3 separate regions of the Mus musculus genome follow, and regions 2 and 3 are each linked to region 1. Evidence: chromatin contacts called from public HiCAR-type and HiChIP or PLAC-seq data. All regions are on one chromosome and are shown on one strand. Each heading gives the region's core, a stretch centred on a gene start, on an enhancer-like site or on the middle of the called end of the contact. The rest is flanking DNA. Distances are from core to core; before and after follow the strand shown. Region 1 holds the start of R74862 (expressed sequence R74862). Region 2 holds the start of Ccnd1 (cyclin D1). Region 3 holds the start of Slc25a22 (solute carrier family 25 (mitochondrial carrier, glutamate), member 22).

Region 1 (4,071 bases), core at 951-3,450:
GTGGTGGGTCTGGCTGCCTGGGCTACTGGACGGGGGCCACCAGCAGCCTTAGGCTGGAGGAACAGCCTGTTCTGTCGGGGAACACAGTGAAGATTCTTCTCCTTAACTGACTACTCCTATGGAGACATTGTCACACAAAGCTCCTACAGACCCACCCGAGGCCATAGGCTGGCACAGTGATAAACCATCCCCTGCTCTCCTGCCCTATTGCCAGCCGGTGACTATTGCCAGAGGAGACTGGACCCTTAATCCCAGACCTGTCTCAGGGGATGAGTAACCACCCTGCTTCTAAGAGCATCTTACATGGTCTCTGCTGCTCACCGCTCATCTTTCAGGTTTGTGTCCTGCCCCATATATCTTGGGAGTCCAGAACTCTGCTGGCCCCAATATAGGTTCTGAACTCAAGCCCAAGGAGGACTGGTGGGAGTGACAGCAGGCAGGTTAGTGTGCCCGGAATGTCCCCTCCCACAGAGAAACCACTTTAATCTTCAAACTGGAAATTTTAAAAAGTGTCCATCGAAACATTTACTGTCAACCAAATCTCCCTTCTTAGAGCTCTTAGCCCCCGCCCCCACCACGGCCCAAAGGACCTCTCAGCCCCCTCCTTAGGCCCTTCTGACATCATTGCTCAGCTTCCTTTGGCCCCACTCCCTTTTGGAGACTGTGTCCAGTGTCCATTTCCTGAGCCTTCTCTGCTCCAAGCCCCTTGCCCCACTCTGGAGTACATTAGCTAGTCTACACACAATCCTAGGAGACAGAGACCCCCAAGAACTCCCACTTTAGAGGGAGGAAGTGAAGACTAAGGGCCAGAGTGGTGGGGTGGGGCTCCCCAAAGGTTCAATTTCATGATATCAGGGAACTATCAGCCACAGTACAAACCTTGCCACACGAGGGACAAAAGGAGTCCCTCTGCCAGGGTGGTGTCCACCAGTTGTAGCCTGGTTCTGCTCCACATCCCTATCCACTGTGGGGCCAACATGAGTAGGGAGGAGAGGTCTGTGGGATTGTGAAAGGCTACAGTTTTCACTGTTCTGCAGTCAGTAGGCAGGTCCCTGGGAGCAGGGAGAGGCTTCAGAACCGTTTCCTGGAGCCTCAATAGAGACCCCAGGGACATGTTGGGACTCCACCCCAGCTGCCTGGGAAACGAGCAGCTTCACCCAGCCTCAGCACTCCAGGGAGTCTGAGGGTCTAGCGCTTGGATCAGGTGGGTGAGCAAAAAAAGAAAAAAAAGAAAGAAAGAAATACCCTACAGGATCCTGACATCCCACATCTGAAGAATAATGGGGGTGGGGTGGGGTGGATAACACACTTCTTGAGGGTGCATTCAATTCCTTGCATGGTTCAGAGTAGGCAAGCACTGTCCAACATGACTACCCAGTCGAGACCCCAAGGCATGCCCGGGCAGAGCAAGTTTAACCCCATCGCCCATGCTGCTCCCTAGAATGTGTTCTCTGGAGTCACCGTGACTGACAATCTTGGTCCCTGCAGCACCGCGTGAGCATACATAGCCCCAGCTGAGTTCAGCCCAGTTCCTGCCCATCCCCAACGTCTTATTCCCCTCCACCCCACCCTGACCCGCCCTGGGATCTTCAGCAGTCCTCGATGGAAAACAGGTGTCCCCTGTCCAACACACTCACTCCAGGGGCCGTTGTACAAGTTTGCCCTCTCAGGAACAACTTTAGAGAAACATTGTCTTGGCATAACCTCATTTCTTCCTGGGAAGGAGGGTGGTGGGAACAGCAGTCTGTGCACTGCAGCAGGGAGGGTGGCACCACTGTCCAGAGGAGTGGCCAGCACTGCTCACTCAAGTGCCCGCAGGCAGGTCTGTTAAGACTCCCCATTCCCAACCCAGTTAGGAAATGGAAAGAAGCCCATACCACCAATGGCTACTCCCCAGCAGTGAAGACAGTCAGGACCCAGGGACACTTGGAGACCCTCTTATACCCATGTCTCCTTTCCAAGATGACCAAATGGGTGTGCACTTCTTTCCAAAGTGGAGAGCCCAGCTTAGATCCTGTATATAGGAAAAGATCCTAAGCTCCTGGTTTGTACAGATCCCAGATCTTTGCAACACCCTGGCCTTCACCAACTCAGAACTGCATACCCTCTTCCTCTCAGGATCTAAGGGTCAGGCCGGGGCTGTAATCTGTGCAGGAGACGACAGGCAAGGAGGAGGGGCAGCTGGGGGAATGGGGGTGGGGGTGGCCAAGAACTGGGGCACCGTGCGCAGCAGCACGCGGCCCGGGCTGCCCTGCCTTCTAGGCCTGGAGCTCGAGCCCCCAGGGTGGCAATACCAAGCTGGAGGGTAAGCAAGGGTGGAGTAATAGTGGGGTTGAGGTCTCCGAGGCAAGTACGGAGCGTGCCCCCACCACTTCGAGGCCGCCTATCCAGGGGCGGTGGCTAGGATGAGCTCATGGGGGCGGGGCGCCAAGATCCCGCCCTTCTCGACCCCCCTCACTGCTCGCGATGCAGGATGGTCCCCAAAACAACATTCAGGAGGGTGCGAGTACCCCCTTCATAGCTGAGGGCTCTTGATTACCTGGCTCTAGCCCGCAGACTCTTGCACCAGTTCCCAGCACTCAGAGGGGACAGGCCAGCGATCCCCTGATTTCCCGGCCCCAGAAGCCCCTCGAGCCGAGGCCCAGAAGCTCAGCCCTCGGCCTCAACCCGCTGGCGAGGGGCGCCAGGACCCCGATCGGCGCACGGAGCCCACAGGTGGCGCCGCAACTTCGCGGTTGCGCTGCGCCTTCTCAGCAGGGCCTAGCGCGCTGCCCAGCCTGGCTACCGTGGGGTGCGCCCTGTCCCCAGTGGCTGCTCACCCAGAAGACGAAATTGAAGACGAAGAGCAGGTATTTGATGCATTTGGTGCAGCCCTCCACCCCCATGGCGGTGCGCGGCCTGCGGAGCTTGGATTGGTCCTGGAGCGGGCGGTATGGGGACGCAGTACCGGGGTCCGGGACTGGCAGATAGCCTGGAGCGCTTGCGGGCCGGAGAACTGCGTTGCGGAGAATGAGACGTAGGGTAGAGAAGGGCTGGAGGCCTAGCCGGAGGCGCGAGAGTCACTATCTCTTTGAAGCAAGGACGCGCTCGCTCGGACCGGGCGCGCGCGCCTAGCTCCTCACTCTTTATAGACCTCTAGGTCCCGCCCCTCCGAGGCCCCGCCCAGAGGACGCTCCACCCCTGGCCCCGCCTTCCGCCCGCGGGGTGCCCGGACCAGGGGTACTTGGGTGGGTGCTGCCACCTCAGTCCCAGAGTAAGCGTTCTGGAACTTGGTGCAGCTGGTTCTTGGGGACTCGGTGCACTGTGCGTGCGCAGGATGAATCTCCAAGTTTCTTAAGGGTTCCCAACCCTCGGGGCAGGCTTCTGGGTCGCGACTAAGAACTGGCCACAAGATACTGCCCCAAAGAAGCCACACTTACTTCCTCCGGTACTCGGACGCCTTGGACTTTCCCGGAGGGTACCCTAGTGGAGGTGTCTCGACAGTAAAGAGTCTTAAAAGTTAACATGTTTTGTGTATATTGATCTCCCAGGCAGCAACTCCGTGGGCCTGAAGGTCTAGAATGGAATTCTTTGTAGCCTTGCTAATCCCCTATCTCACAGATAGAGTTCCTGGCTGCAGTTCTGGAGGCTGCATTTGGGAAGGTCAATAGTGTACCCAATGTCTTTAGCCAGTCTTTAGGCTCGAGAACCCTCAGGGGCACCTTCAAATATTCATGCCATCCTGGCTGTGCCTTCCAAGAGTCCATCCTCCATCCTCTAGCTGGTTCCCTGAAAGCTGGGATTAATAAGGAAGTGAGGAAAGATTCAGAGGGCAGAGGTGCTTCCTTCCCGGGTGAGGAATGGCTGCTGTCATCATAGATGATATTCCTGTGAAATCTTGGCATTCCCTTCCCCAAACTGAAGGGCAATGGGGCTGCTTCATTAGACTCACTGGGAACCATGGAAGGACCAGTTCCCAAGACTCAGCCTTTTCCAGGTCACTCCATGTTCTTAAATCTTTGAGCAGTTAAGGACATTGTTCCCTATGGAGATCACACCTGGCACCCCTCTGGCTACAGGACACTGGAAATA
Region 2 (4,071 bases), core at 528-3,027, 1.9 Mb before region 1:
TCTTTCCCGCGGTGGCGGTGGTGGGGGGTGGCTGCGGGTCGCTAGCCCGTGCTGCAGGGTGGGCGAGCCCCTTTATGCCCCGCTGCCCTTGGTGGCGCACCCTGGCTAGGCTAGCCTGCTCAGTTCGCAGGCACTCAGCCGCGGGTGATAGCGCGCAGCCCCATAAATCATGCTTACTGCCGCCCGGTAGGGATTTTATGAATGAAAAGGCAGCCTGGCCGCCCTCGTGCTTAGGCTAAGGCTCCCAGGCTTGGCGGGGCCTGTGGCCAGAGCAAGCGTGGGCACTCTGCCCGGGCCACCCACCACCTTCGGAGCTACAGTGGAATCACTGTCCCGAAGGGTCCGGACTTTAGGGACCCCAATGTCGGGGGAGGGGGAGCGGAAGGCATGAGCTCGGAAGGTGAGGGGTTTGCGTCTTGTGTGCCGCCTGGACGCTGTGCGCTCCTTTACCAGTTTCTTCTGGGACACGAAAGTATTCCGTGGGAAATGTGTGTGAATAGTTCGCCTAGCTTGAAGTCGGGTATTGTGAAAACGTTTCCAAAACTAGGGAACTAAATAATGGACGAAGGTGGTGGAACCGCTTTATTCTAAAAATATTTTATTTGAATCTATAAATTATAAACTTAGGAGTCCATTCAGTTAACCACGACCATCTATAGATTCTCTTTAAATATCACCTTATCGGCTCACAAGTTTATCTTGATTCTCACCAGCCGCCCCCCCCCTCCCCCAACTCAAGACTGCAATTCTAAAGGTGGAGAAACACCACCACCCTCAACGAAGCCAATCAAGAAGCTTCCGGTGGTCTGGTTCCTGGAAGGGCGACTAATAACTTGCAGCGATTTACTTTTCTTAATTAAAAAATAAATTAGGAAGGAGCCTATCGTGTCTCAACCTTTTCTTCAACGGTTTATTTTTCTTGGGCAAACCGCCTGCAGTGGAGGAGGGGGATACTGGGGGACCCTGGCCAGGATAAACCGGTCACTGTATGAAGACAAATCTCAGATCCCACCCCACCCCCCCAGCGAGGAGGAATAGATGAAATAATGGCCACCATCTTGAGCTGTTGCTGGAATTTTCGGGGTTTTATTTTATTTTTGAGCGAGCGCATGCTAGGCTGGGGATCCTTTAAAGTTCAGATACCCCTCTGGCCCTTTGCAACCACCCCAGTGCGCCAGGATGGAGCCTGCACGAGAGCTTAGGGCTCGTCTGGCATCTTCGGGTGTTACACAGTTCCTGAATTTTACACGTGTTGATGAAATTGAAAGAAGACAGGGACGCTGGGATTTCTAAGCAATGGGTCCGCCTGTGGGTGCCTCGTGGCGTACTCGGAAACGCACCCATTCTCCCGGTTTAAGAACAGGGTGTCCTTGCACCCCCAGGCTCCCCTTCCATACATTCTTCCTTGGCTTGCGTGTGGCCTGGCCTCCCTCCTAGCTGTCCTCCTGTCCAGAGCCGCCACTACCCCACCTCCACAGGTCTCGGAGGACCCTCTTAGGGAAAGAAGCCCCCCTCCCCCTTGCCCCGCTCTTTCCCAGTTTGGAGAGAAGCAGTCCGAGCGATTTGCATATCTACGAAGGCTGAGGGGGAAGGGTTTGGGCTTGCCCCCCCCCCGCCGCCCCCCCCCCTCACTGCTCCCGAGCCCCCTCCCCCTGCACCCGCCTCGGCCCTCCCCCTCCCCCTTTTCTCTGCCCGGCTTTGATCTCTGCTTAACAACAGTAACGTCACACGGACTACAGGGGAGTTTTGTTGAAGTTGCAAAGTCCTGCAGCCTCCAGAGGGCTGTCGGCGCAGTAGCAGAGAGCTACAGACTCCGCGCGCTCCGGAGACCGGCAGTACAGCGCGAGGCAGCGCGCGTCAGCAGCCGCCACCGGAGCCCAACCGAGACCACAGCCCTCCCCAGACGGCCGCGCCATGGAACACCAGCTCCTGTGCTGCGAAGTGGAGACCATCCGCCGCGCGTACCCTGACACCAATCTCCTCAACGACCGGGTGCTGCGAGCCATGCTCAAGACGGAGGAGACCTGTGCGCCCTCCGTATCTTACTTCAAGTGCGTGCAGAAGGAGATTGTGCCATCCATGCGGAAAATCGTGGCCACCTGGATGCTGGAGGTAAGAGACTTTACAGGCTGCTAGCTTGGGACCCCCTGGCAACTTGTTGCTATCACCAACATCTTCCTCCCTTCTCTTCCCTTCCGTCACGGAGTTTTCCGGGTGCGTTGCTAGGACTCGGTATTCACAAAATAAATAGATTGGGTCCTTTTGAACGAGGAAGGTTTGGGAGTTGGGAAGATGGGAATTCCTTTTCCTGGTGGAGGGCAGTCGGGGAGGGGTGCCTTCGAGGGAGGACGGTGTCAGCGACACCACAGAGGGTGCAGGCTGAGCTTCTGTGGCCCCCGCTTGTGCCCCATTCCTGCAGCGCCTCGGCGGGGGCCGCCCCTGCGCGTTTCGCCAGCTCAAGGGGGGAGGGGGCATAAATTTGATTTTTAAATTAATATCCATGGACACGTATGCAAGGGCCGCTCGTGCCAATATTATGCGCCATCTTTGCTCCTTTATTGCAAAGCAAAAAGTGTTTATTAATAATTGGGGGCAGGGCAGGGAGCGGCAGTAGGGGCGCTGGGACAGGCACGAGGGGCCTCGTGGCGGCCGGGAATCACTAAATAAGACAGTGTGAGGAATATTTGGGGTGGGGGATTCTTTGTTCAAACAGCGGACCTGGGTACCCCGCACACGCTGCCTGGCCCAGAGAAAACGCCAGGCTGCAAGGTCGCGTGGCCCCCTAGTCAATGAGACTGACTGTTGTGCGTGCGGTTCTGGATTTGGAGGAACCTGTCTAGGTCAAACTGGGGGCGGAGGGGGACAAAAGCACATTTTCAGATGTTCAGCAGGAGACTCAGGGGTCCCAAAATATTTTAAAATAATTTTTAAAGTGAGGCATAATGCCCTTGTAGAGGCAAACAGCGCCCGCACCCTGCAAAAGGGGGGCCCCCGGAGTTTGAGTTGCTGGAGCTCACCCCCCGATGTCCACTGAGCTCCTGACCCTCGGCTTGGATCAAGGGTCGTCCGATGGTTATTTTCAGGTCGTTTTTAGGCACCTAGTTATTTTTTAAATATTTTTAAATATTTTTTGAAAAGATGACGTCTGGGAAATGCAGCGCGGCGGCCTGGGACGCCACCATTGTGTCTCGCGTGCGCTCGAGCGGCGCCCAGCCCCCGGCGCCCCGCCAGCCCCGCGGTGGGGTTCTCTGGCTTGTGGCTTCCTAATTTCAACAGGGGACCGGGGTCTCCGTGGCCACCATTGCTTCGACCGGCCCCGCCAGCTGCCCAAAGACTTTCCCTTTCAGTTTCAGGGTGGGTGGGCACTGGGAACCCTCGGAGCAGGAGCGCATCCCAGGGAGTTGGCCACCGGAATCCCTCTCTGTGCAATCTAGGAGAAGGGAATGGGGTCGTATCGAGCGACGCCCCCCTCCCACGTTGACGGTCAGGGTCCGGATCCCCGCAGGTCTGTGAGGAGCAGAAGTGCGAAGAGGAGGTCTTCCCGCTGGCCATGAACTACCTGGACCGCTTCCTGTCCCTGGAGCCCTTGAAGAAGAGCCGCCTGCAGCTGCTGGGGGCCACCTGCATGTTCGTGGCCTCTAAGATGAAGGAGACCATTCCCTTGACTGCCGAGAAGTTGTGCATCTACACTGACAACTCTATCCGGCCCGAGGAGCTGCTGGTAACCACGTAACCCACCACCGACAATCCCTCTTTATGCTGGGTGGTGGGAGCTGCAAATGGCAGGAGATCCAGCCATCCATGGACAGATCTCCTGCCCCACGAAAGGCACCCGCACCGCACCGCACGACACCGAAATGGCAGTGAGCAGAATGCCAACCCATTCTACCTCTGTGCCCGCCCTCTTTCCGTACTGGACTCCCCACCATGTCTGTGGTGAAACCACTCTGAAATGTGGGCGGTGTGCGCCCCCTAGCGACGTGCAGGCCACGGCGCTGGCGGTGGGAGATTCTTTTTGTCCGCAGTCTGTCCCCTTAGTATTTCTACAGGCACATTTTGTTGTTTACCTGT
Region 3 (4,071 bases), core at 484-2,983, 1.6 Mb after region 1:
GCCTTGGACCGGGAAGCTCAGGATGTTCGAGGACAGGTGGGCTCATGTGTCAGGATCCTGGACTGAGGTGCCTGGATCCGAGGTCAGCTCTGAACCCCGCATGCTCCTTCCTCAGGTGTCCTTTTATCGGGGTTCACTTCCTGTGGAGGTACCTGCAGAGGCAGAGGCTGCCCGGCAGAGGAAGGGTACAGATGCACTGTGGATGGCCACCTTGCCCATCAAGCTACCGGTGAGGCTGCAGAGGCTTCAGCTGACAAGAGGAGACAGTCCCAGGGTGACCAAAGATAAGAGAATGGGTCCAAGCTTTCTGTATCCTTGCCTCCTGACAGAGACTCCGGGGTGCCCAGGGGAGTGGGCAGGGGACTGACTTCTCCTTGATGCCTCTGAACCTGGGTGATGCAGAAACTGGATTCCTGACTCAGAGCAACCTGCTGAGTGTGGCCTCACGCCTAGGTCCTGACTGGCCAGCTGTGGCCCTGCACCTAGGCATGCCCTACCATAAGCTACAGCGTATCCGGCATGAATTCAGGTGAGCTTCAGGAGTTCTAGTGATCCTGCTGACTCCCAGCTTCAGGTTCAAGGCTGACATCTCCCCCACCCTCCACCCCTGCACATTAGCTGAAAGATTTCAAGGAGGTGGGGATAGAGCAAATACCAGCCTGGAAAAGGAGGGTCTGGTCACTAGCCCAAGGAACTTTTGAGGTATGTTGAGCCTCTGTGTGTGTTCCTGGGCAAACGTCTTCATCACCACCCCTCCAGGGATGACCTGGATGGCCAGGTCCGACACATGCTCTTCTCTTGGGCTGAGCGCCAGACTGGACAGCCTGGAGCTGTGGGACACCTGGTACAGGCCTTGGAACAGAGTGATCGGCGGGATGTGGCTGAAGAGGTGCGTGCCATCTTGGAGCTTGGCCGCCACAAGTACCAGGACAGCATTCGACGCACAGGGCTGGCCCCTGAGGATTCTACTCTGCCTGGCACCTCGGCTTCACAGACTCCAGAGTCTGCACAGGCCTAGGCTTACAGACTTAATTAAGATAGCTTTAAACTTGACTCGACCAGTGGGCAGAGCCCTATCCTTCTACCTCACCCGTGTGCTCCAGTGCCCCAGCATACAAAAACCCACTCACTGTCTAGCCCAAGCTAGCCTCCAACTCACAGTGAGTACATCTCAGAGATTGTTTTACATAAAGGATAGAGAGCAGGTTGCCCATACTTGCTACCATGCCAGGCCCTTCTGCTAAGATGGGAGCAGAGAAGGCCTGGAGGGAGAGATGGCTCAGTAGTTAACAACACTAGCTGCTCCTTCAGGGAACCTAGTTTGTTTCCTCTACCTACCTGATGGCTCATGACAATCTGTAACTCCAGTTCTGAAGGGTCAGCCCCTTCCTCTGGCCCCCACAGACACCAGGCACACATGTGTGCAGACAAGTATGCAGGCAAAACATCCATACAAATAAAATAAAAGCTATTTATTGTGTGTGTGAGACAGAATACCTTTGCAGAGATCATTCTCCCCCGTCTATGTGAATGAACTCGGGGTCACTCGGCTTGGTTGCAAACACCTTTGCTCAGTGAGCCATCTCTAGGCACTGATGAGTAATATTCCCCAGGGGTGGGGAGGAACTATTCTACATAGTAACCCTGCAGCAGGTAAGGATACAAAGTCATCTGTGACAGAATGCTGCATAAGCCCTGCCCACCAGAGTCTTATGGGCGGTGTCTAAGGAGCATCTCTCCTAAAGCTCCGGGACCAAACCTTCCCCAGACCGTCCCATCCCCATGCTTCCCTCCTACCTATTCTCAGTCTTTCAGGGCTTTGAGATAGGAACAAGGAGGGCCTAGGGATACGCCAGAAAGCCCACTCCCTCAAGGGTGGCCTGAGGCTGTGGTAGTGGCCACGCCGGCCGGGAGGGGGAGCCGAAGGCAGCAAAAACTTAGGGCGGAGCGGGCGCGCCTCCGAGAGACGCGCCTCCCCGCCTAGGTGCAGGCCCCGCGCGCGGCACAGCGGGGAAGCGATCCCGGCGGCTGCAGTGTGGTGAGTGCTAGCCGGTCATTTCCCGTGGCGCCCACTCAAATCTGGCTGGGTTGCAGGGAGGAAAAAGGGTGGCATTGGTGGCTGGGAGAGGTGACATCTGCTCAGACACTGCGGCTTTGGCGGAGCCTGAACCTAATGGGTACATCGACCGGCTGTCTCCGGGTGTGGAAGGCCGTGCTCGGTCCCGGCTCTGCCGGGCGCGCTCCCCGCGCACACGTGTCCCAGCAGTGTGGACGCTCCAGAGCCGAGGCTGGAGTTATTTCTGCCAGGGGTGGGGGGTGCTGCACACGTGAGAGCCCACTGGACTTGCGTGGGCACGTATATGGTCAGAGTCCGCGTTGTCTGTCTGGAGATAACGAGGCCAGCTGAGCCCGGACCTTGGGGTAAAGGGCATGATCTGGCCTGGAACAGAGGATGTGCCCCATACTGCTTTTCCTTTGTAGGACAGCTGGAGTACCTTTCTGTGGGAAACCTCTTTGTGGTCCTCCTAGCTAGCAAGACAAAGCTAACCTCCCTAAGAGGAAGGGGCAAGGGAGACTGGATTGGGGGAAGGGCACTCAAGTGGTGAGGCTCAACCCCAGTCCAGTCTCTCTCTCTCCCTTCTCTTCCCCCCCCCCCCTTCTTTCTTCCAGACAGGGTCTCTCTATGTGGAGCTAGTTGTTCTGGAATTCTCTATAGACCAAGTTGTCTTTGAACTCACAGACAGCCACCTGCCTCTGCCTCAGAGGGCTGGGATTAAAGGAGGGAGCCTCCAGTGTCACCAGCATTTCTTTTAGGTAGGAAACAGGCAGCTTTATTCATGAAAATTGAGGAAGAAACTGTATGGAGCTGTTAGCCTCTGTATGCTAACGGGGCTTTTCTCAGTTGGCCTGTGGCCTGACAGGGGAAGAAGGCAGAAAGCTCTGGATCCTCAGTGGCCTGACTGGACAATCAGGTTTCTATGGTAACATAGACAGCATCGAGGGAGCCCTGACATGTGTCTCAAACTGATGAGAATTAAAGAACACACACACAACACACACAAGCCAGGAGTGGTGGTGGCACATGCCTTTAATCCCAGCACTCAAGAGGCAGAGGCAGGCAGATCTCTGACTTTGAGGTCTACATGTTCTACACAGTGAGTTCAACCAGAGCAATCTTGTCTCAAAAAATCCTATATCAAAACCAAACTCTTTGGGTGGGGGAGGCGGGAAACAGACCAGACGGTTCCCTTTGTGTGGTGCTCCAGGCAGCAGAACCCCTTTGCTCTCAGCTCAGCAACTGTTCTCTCTGGTGTCCCGCCTGTTTTGTTTAGTTCAGGGTACAGGGCTGACTAAGCCCTGGGGATCTCAGTGCCTACCTGGCTCTTCCCCATGGACTTCAGACTGTCTGTCTGACTTCCAGGATACACACAATACCCAAGTCCCCAGGTCGCAGATATGTAGGAGATAGCATCTCAGGGACAGCAGACTGAAGGTAGAGGCATAAGGAAGGATGGGGCTTCTCCTAAAGATGGAGTAGCGGAGAGCTGCTGTATCTAGTTTACACTTGGAGCATGGCGTGGAGAGCAAGAAGTCAGACTACAGTTCAAAGGTCAGGCCTGCGCCACACACAAGGGCTAGGAGGGACAGGCACTCTTCCATTGAGACCCCTCGTATGCAGAGGTCAGAGGGCACCTGGAGTACCGCCTCCATGCTCTCTGGTCCCAAAAGGTGAGCAGGGCCTGCTGTGCTTGGTGGTGGTGGCCTTTGAGGGTCAAGCATCCCTTCCTTGTCCTTTCCAGAGGACAGGTCTACTTTCTTGTGCCCTAACCTGAAGTTCCCTGATAGGTACACTCAGATCTCACAGCACAGTGGTTGGTTGTTGACCCATTTCTCAAAAGCACTGATGGGTCCATACAGGGTATCCCATTCCCTGGGGCTCCAGGGCTGTAGACAGATCTGTGCTTATTCCAGATAGAAACCTACTGAGTGGCCCGGAGCTGGAGTCCCTATGGGTAGGCAACCTGGTTGGTTCTCAGGGCTAGTCTGTTCCTTCTTTAGCATCCAGGCTGG

The links. HiCAR-type assays count read pairs that join an accessible place to other places. HiChIP or PLAC-seq counts read pairs in DNA pulled down with a chosen protein or histone mark.
Region 2: a contact with region 1 is called in a HiCAR-type map of astrocytes, with 2.1 times the contacts expected there. The contact joins the promoter of Ccnd1 here to the promoter of R74862 in region 1. A contact is called at or near these places in 2 of 39 promoter capture datasets (liver and pre-B cells) and 2 of 115 datasets of contacts at active chromatin or transcription factors (astrocytes and large pre-B cells).
Region 3: an HNF4G HiChIP or PLAC-seq map of pancreatic cancer cells shows a contact between it and region 1. The contact joins the promoter of Slc25a22 here to the promoter of R74862 in region 1. A contact is called at or near these places in 2 of 39 promoter capture datasets (liver and pre-B cells) and 1 of 115 datasets of contacts at active chromatin or transcription factors (pancreatic cancer cells).

What each region holds. Positions count from the first base shown.
Region 1 is chr7:143,051,815-143,055,885 of GRCm38.p6, reverse strand. It overlaps R74862 (expressed sequence R74862), which reads left to right and starts at 2,200. Exons shown (of 5, transcript NR_110354.1): 1 at 2,200-2,849. Cd81 (CD81 antigen) reads right to left here and starts at 3,136. Exons shown (of 8, transcript NM_133655.2): 1 at 2,820-3,136. The coding sequence starts at 2,885.
Region 2 is chr7:144,937,537-144,941,607 of GRCm38.p6, reverse strand. It overlaps Ccnd1 (cyclin D1), which reads left to right and starts at 1,777. Exons shown (of 5, transcript NM_007631.3): 1 at 1,777-2,112; 2 at 3,506-3,721. The coding sequence starts at 1,915.
Region 3 is chr7:141,435,536-141,439,606 of GRCm38.p6, reverse strand. Slc25a22 (solute carrier family 25 (mitochondrial carrier, glutamate), member 22) reads left to right here and starts at 1,733. Exons shown (of 10, transcript NM_026646.3): 1 at 1,733-2,038. It overlaps Pidd1 (p53 induced death domain protein 1), which reads left to right. Exons shown (of 16, transcript NM_022654.2): 13 at 1-36; 14 at 116-229; 15 at 330-529; 16 at 760-1,494. The coding sequence ends at 1,018.